2 separate regions of the Mus musculus genome follow, and region 2 is linked to region 1. Evidence: chromatin contacts called from public HiCAR-type data. All regions are on one chromosome and are shown on one strand. The core of a region is the stretch at or near the end of the contact, and the rest is flanking DNA. Distances in the headings are between cores, read along the strand shown. Region 1 holds the start of Ciao1 (cytosolic iron-sulfur protein assembly 1). Region 2 holds the start of Ckap2l (cytoskeleton associated protein 2-like).

The links. HiCAR-type assays count read pairs that join an accessible place to other places.
Region 2: a contact with region 1 is called in a HiCAR-type map of astrocytes, with 2.6 times the contacts expected there. The contact joins the promoter of Ckap2l here to the promoter of Ciao1 in region 1. A contact is called at or near these places in 1 of 39 promoter capture datasets (pre-B cells) and 1 of 115 datasets of contacts at active chromatin or transcription factors (astrocytes).

The regions. Positions count from the first base shown.
Region 1 is chr2:127,246,211-127,249,243 of GRCm38.p6, reverse strand. It overlaps Ciao1 (cytosolic iron-sulfur protein assembly 1), which reads left to right and starts at 1,428. Exons shown (of 7, transcript NM_025296.4): 1 at 1,428-1,762; 2 at 2,086-2,234; 3 at 2,531-2,642; 4 at 2,743-2,831. The coding sequence starts at 1,624. Tmem127 (transmembrane protein 127) reads right to left here and starts at 1,296. Exons shown (of 4, transcript NM_175145.4): 1 at 1,160-1,296; 2 at 435-752. The coding sequence starts at 678.
Region 2 is chr2:129,295,702-129,298,719 of GRCm38.p6, reverse strand. Ckap2l (cytoskeleton associated protein 2-like) reads left to right here and starts at 1,508. Exons shown (of 9, transcript NM_181589.3): 1 at 1,508-1,615; 2 at 2,340-2,406. The coding sequence starts at 1,579. It overlaps Gm14023 (predicted gene 14023), which reads right to left and starts at 1,350. Exons shown (of 5, transcript NR_040371.1): 1 at 1,318-1,350.

The DNA of each region.
Region 1 (3,033 bases), core at 179-2,678:
CCTCTATTGTAAATCCAATTATCATAGAATACTAAAATGTCTTTTACAATTGGTCACATTAACAGTTCTGATTTCTCCATCGATCGAGCTGCCCCAAACGACTATTCTGCATCTCACATGTCCGTTAGAAAGGGGAGGCTAATTGTAATACCTGACAAACACCCTTTTTTCTTCTACCTACCTCTGGCAGAAACCTAAAATAGCAGCAGTTTGGATTAGCATGACGGTGAGGAGTAGGTGCTTGGCTGAATAACATCAAAATTAATGAGAGGCTAGACCCCCAAACAGAGCCACCTGGTGGGCATGAACACCAAGCAAGAATGGGGCTGTTTCCTTTGACAAATGACTGCCTCTGGCTATCTATACTTCAGCCAGCCTCATATCTGTTCTGCACCGCCCCTCAAGCCAAGAGAGCAGGAGCTCAGCGCTCTCACCTTTTAGCAGATCCGGGTTTACATAGCCCAGCACGTCCGAGACCCCCAGCTCCTGGCGGGAACAGGTGCCTCCATGGATGTGCAACCAAGCGGGCTCCGCGAGGGCAGTGCACAGCGCTGTGATGGACAGGGCGCCAGGCAGGGCCGAGGCCAGGCTCCGCTCCGGCTGCTTGGGAAGAGCGCTGCTTCCCGGGCTTCTCCGCCGGCGCCCTCCCGGCAGCCCGGCACCTCCAGGGGCATACATGCCCGGGGCTGCCCGCTGTAGCTCTGCGGTCGTTGGTGGTGGCCGCCGACCTCAGCGGGGCGCGCAGAGCCTGTCTGTACCCAGGTGGAGAGCAACGCAATGGGCGGCTGGCCCGGAGCTGTCAGGGCCCGCACCAGAGACTGCGGGGTGGGACCCAGGGCTGAGCACAGACCAAAGGACTGCGGGAATTCGGGGGGCGGGGACCGAGGGCTCTGGATGAGGGGTGCTGGATCAGGGCTCGGAGATGGCAGGGGACTACATTGGCTGTAGACATGCCAGGATGAACGGGCGGAGGTACTGGGGGGCCGGGGGAGGGGATCGGCTACTGGCAAGGGGACCGGAGGAGACTTGGACCAGGGTTATCAGACAGAGGGGTGCTGAGGGGCGGAGGATGCAGCTGGGCCGCCGAGATCGGGAATCCGCACTTTGGGGTGCGACCTAAGCCTCAGTAACCCTCCCTACTCTAGTCCCTGCTCCTCACCGGTCAGCAGGCCTCAGGGCTGGGATGGCGCCGCTCCGCCCGGTCACAGGCTTCTTAGCTGCCCGGGCCAAACGATCCCAGGCCCCAAACCCGCAACGCCCAGACGGACCCTGGCCGATGCACTTCCGGCTTCCTCCAACCCCACCCCACCCCCGCCTCCTTCTTCTCCGGCCCTCCGCCCTGCCCTCCGTGCGCGTCACTGTGTGCGCGCGCCGCTTGTTCTTGCGCAGGGCATCAGGGTACTGGTAGTTCCGGACTGTCCCGCGAGGCTTCCAGTTACGGAGGATGAGGGGAGTGACTACAAGTCCCAGAAGGTCACGCGGCGTCAACAGCGGGCACGTCAATTCCTAGGGCGACATATTTTGCAGAAGCTGTACATCTGACGGTCTCAAGGTTCTATAGTGCCCAGCGCGTTTGGCGCGTTGCTTCTCTCGGTGTGCTCTCCTTACCCTAAAACAGTCGCCATGAAAGATTCTCTGGTACTGCAGAGCCGCGTCCCGGCGCACCCGGATTCCCGCTGCTGGTTCCTGGCCTGGAACCCCTCGGGGACCCTGTTGGCTTCCTGCGGAGGCGACCGTAAAATTCGCATCTGGGGCACCGAGGGTAAGGCCTGGCTTGGCTTTGTGGCCCTGGTGCCGAGGAAAACACTACTCTGAAAAGTGTCGGGGAAGGAGTGTGCCAGCGTCAACAGAGGCTGGAATTGTTGCGGGAACTGGGATATTTGCTGCGGGAACTGGGATATTTGCTGAGGTAGAAAAATGAGGAAAGTCGCCTGAAGAGCAGTTTAACAGTTTCAGAATCTTGATCGGTTGCATCGTAGTAATAATGGTGACTGACTTTGTCCCAGCAACAGGGTCCCACTTAAAGTACTACTTAGTGAATGGCATCGATGGCGCTCCAAAGCCTAGCCTGTTCTCTGCTTGCAGGTGACAGCTGGATTTGCAAGTCTGTCCTTTCTGAAGGCCATCAGCGCACCGTTAGGAAAGTGGCCTGGTCCCCGTGTGGAAATTACCTGGCATCTGCCAGCTTTGATGCCACCACTTGTATTTGGAAGAAGAACCAGGATGACTTTGAGGTAAACAGGTTGGATGGGAGCAGTTTATTACCTGTTTGCACCCCAGGGCTTGGTCATATTAGTTACAGCCTTAACTTAATTTCTACACTATAGAAATAGTAGCTGAGTATGGTAGTTCATGACTGTAATGCCAGCATTTGGGACACTGAAGCAGGATGATTGCTGTAAGTCCACCAAGGTCATCCTGCTATAGAATGAAACCCTTTCTCAAACAACAACAAAACTGCTCTCTTAGATATTTTACTAGGGCTTAGGACTCTTAGCTGCCATTAACTCAATATCCTTTCCCTTTCCAGTGTGTGACCACTCTTGAGGGCCATGAAAATGAGGTCAAGTCAGTGGCTTGGGCCCCATCTGGCAACCTCTTGGCTACCTGCAGCAGAGATAAGAGCGTGTGGGTCTGGGAAGGTGAGTCTAGGTGCCTCTGGGTACAGCAGGAAACCAGCTCGCTGGCTTTCAGCTTTGTCCCTGACTGGTCACCTCTGGGTCTAATTTGTTCCTCCCACAGTTGATGAAGAGGATGAGTATGAGTGTGTCAGTGTCCTCAGCTCTCATACGCAGGACGTTAAGCACGTGGTTTGGCACCCGAGCCAGGAGGTAAGAGTGAGACAGGGTGGGAAAGAACCTGCTGTGGAGGTTTGTGCCCAGCCTGCCTCCACTCTTCAGAACCACTCTTGTTCTTAGAGGGATCGCTGGGACTGTCCTGCTCTGACAGGGTTTGATATGGGAACCATTGTATCTTAGTTTGGGTTTGATTGCTGTGAAGAGACACCATGACCAAGACAACTCTTATAAAGGG
Region 2 (3,018 bases), core at 259-2,758, 2.0 Mb before region 1:
TAGAAAGTGGGGTTGGAAATTCACAGAAACAATAATTGAACACCTGAAATGTGCAGTAACCCTTCACCCAAATTCTTGTACATAGCCCCGATAAGACGTGTTGAGCTTTGGTGGTATCCAAGCTTTTGTCTGTCTGCAGTAAGTAGCCATGTGTTACATCTCCTCAGGGAAAGTCTTGTCACACAAGTGGATGTCGGGATGTCAGACCCTATGGAGCTAGAGTTACAGGCAGATGTGTTATGTAATATGGGTGCTGGGAACCAACTCTGGTGGCCTGCCAGAGCACTGCATGCTCCTTACCCCAGCCATCTCAGCGCTTTTTATCATATTAAAAAACAAAAACAAAAGCAAAAACTTTTGTGATTTTTTTTTTATTCTCCTTCACTCACCTGATAATGTTTAGGTATGCCAGTGATAACCTTTTCCTTCTCTTTCCTTCATGATTTTTTTTTTCTTTCTAGCAGGCCTTTGTTAGCATTTTAACTTTACCTTGTAGATGTTTTTCTGTTTAAATAAACTATTATGTTTCCATGTTTTATTTCCATTCTTAAATTTATATAATTCTGTTCTTTACATTTTCTATTAGGAAATCTTTGTTATTCTTTTAAAAACTCTTCTAACCCCTTGCCCTTTTCTCTTCCCACCATAACATCCTTCTCCAATAAATATCTTTTACGAGATTTGCTGCCTCATATGACTTTCGCGTTGGAAGAAGCCAAGAAGCAATTGACAGAGGAAGGGAAGAAACAAAGAAGTGGAGCGGGGCAGAGGCTCCTGAGCTCCTGGGCTGAGCTGGAGATACCCTCCCCTGGGAACTGCACTGCCTCAGCTGACGAGGCTTCCTCTCAAAGCTGTGTGGTTCCCCGGCTCTGATGTCTCAGGGTGTCCTTCCACAGGAATACCTTCTGACCCTCAGAGCTCTGTGGTTTCTGGGTTTCCGAGTCTCAGGGTGCCTTTCCAAGGGGACACTGTCCCACCTCAGAGCTGTGTGGCTCCTGAGCTCCTGTGTCTTAGGATGCCCTTCCCTTGAGACACTTTTGACAGATTGCGCCATTTTGACAGCTCCCGCGAGCTGCTCAGGGACTACACGGAGTTATGTTGTTTCTGTCCGGTATTCGGCTACAAGAATGAGAACAATAACTGATACGGACCATTTTCGTTTGGCATGCTATTATTTGCAGCCAAAGCCAGCCTAACTGATAGCACAGAGACTTAGGCTCCGGCTTGTTTCTCCCCGTTTCTTCAACTGTCACAACCGTCCTTAACCCAAATTTGGCTACAATTAGAGCCACTCCTCCGCCAGCCAGCATCACCCACCAGCTCCCACCTCAGAGGCACCGCTGCGGAAGTGACCTAGCCATAGGGCGGGCCTTCTCAGAAACTCTCCAATCGCAGAGCCTCAGGGGAGGTCCCCAGTGGGAATCGCCGAATGTCCATTTCCTGTTATCCCGCCCTCTCCGTCTTTTTATTGGCGAATTTCAAAGTCGCGGAAGCCAATAGGAGCGTCCAGACGGGCGCCCGGTTCTCGTACTAGAACAAGGCGCGCCCTTTGAAGGAAGAAACTGTCGCCGTAGAGCCATGGTGGGGCCCGGCCCCACTGCCAGCGCAGCCGCGGGTAAGTGTGGTCGGCAGCCTCCAGAAGCTGCCAGGCCTCCCCCGCCTGCTTCAGTCTCCCCCGAGCTCAGTTAGGTTAAGGACGCTGGACCCGGGCCACGGCGAGGAGCGGCGCGCTCCGTTGCCGCAGGGGGACACCCCTGCATTGCTAGTTATGGCCAGAACTTTGACAGCAGTCAGGTGGCAGGTTCGGCCCCAGTCCGAGTCTCTGCAGGTTCACTGATAAAATGTGCGCTGTCTGGAGGTTGATTGATAAACTGTGGGCTGAGGCTTAAGGATGCTGTGAACCCTGGCCTCCGAGGGACCTGGAGCCCTTTCTACCTCTCCAGTATGCCCCTCCCCCGTGTCACCTTTGAGATGCACACTCTGTCCTCACTTATGGGCCTGCGGTTCTGCGCACCGTCCTAGGCACACAATTTGTAACTCAAGGGTTAAAAAAAAAAGTCTTGATTCCAAATCCTGGCTTTGCTGCACATTAGTGGGTAAATTTAAGCCTGTCACTTCATCTGAGTTTCAAACAGCCAAATACCTCATAGGATTGATGGTTAGTGTAAACAGCTTAGTAAAGAGCTTGGCACCAGGCTGATACCGTTGGTATTGAAAGCAAGCATAACAGGACTGGTGACTTTATCAAAGCCAAAATAGCTACAGGGAAGTATCATATTTAAAGATATAAAGGGTTTTCTGTAATGTTTTTGGTGTTTGCTCGTGTCCATGTTTTACAGAAGAACGGTGGCAGAAGCTCCAGGAGTACCTGGCAGCCAAGGGAAAGCTAAAGGACCCCAACGCCAAGTGAGTTTACCTTCCCATAGTTACACTGGCTTTGTTGCCCCGGTTGCTAACAGCAATGAACGGACCAGCCCTTCTGTTTCCAGTCTGTTTGACTTGCATCATGGTGAATCCTGTAATAACAAAAGGAGCATTTCAGTCCTTGATTTCAGGCATGACTTAAAAAACAAAACAAAACAAAAAACCAGCAACCCCTAGGCAGTGCTGTCTATTGGCAGAAATTTAAGCATTTTTTTTCCTAACAGTCTCCAAAGGAAGGAAGGCTCTACACTACACTGTTACCCACATCTCTGGAAGCTCTTCTGGTTCCTTCTTTCTCCTGGGAAAGTTGGTTCCCAGCAGCGCAGATTTTGATCAAGAAACTGGAGGGCATTTCTATGGTGTGTGCTTACGAAGACAGGAGAGTTGGTTATGGTCAGTCCACAACAGTGGCATGCCAGCGTCCTCCCAACTTGTCCTTTGGTGTTCCCTGGGCATGTATTTGAGGTGGACAGAACATCCTTTGCTTTTCTCAGCACTGTACCATCTTTGCCCTGTTATTTCTCTCTCTTGCTTAGCAGGGTGTATTTGCCTCCCACTTGAGTAGCTCGGTTGGTGTGTGTATGCCAGAGGGGG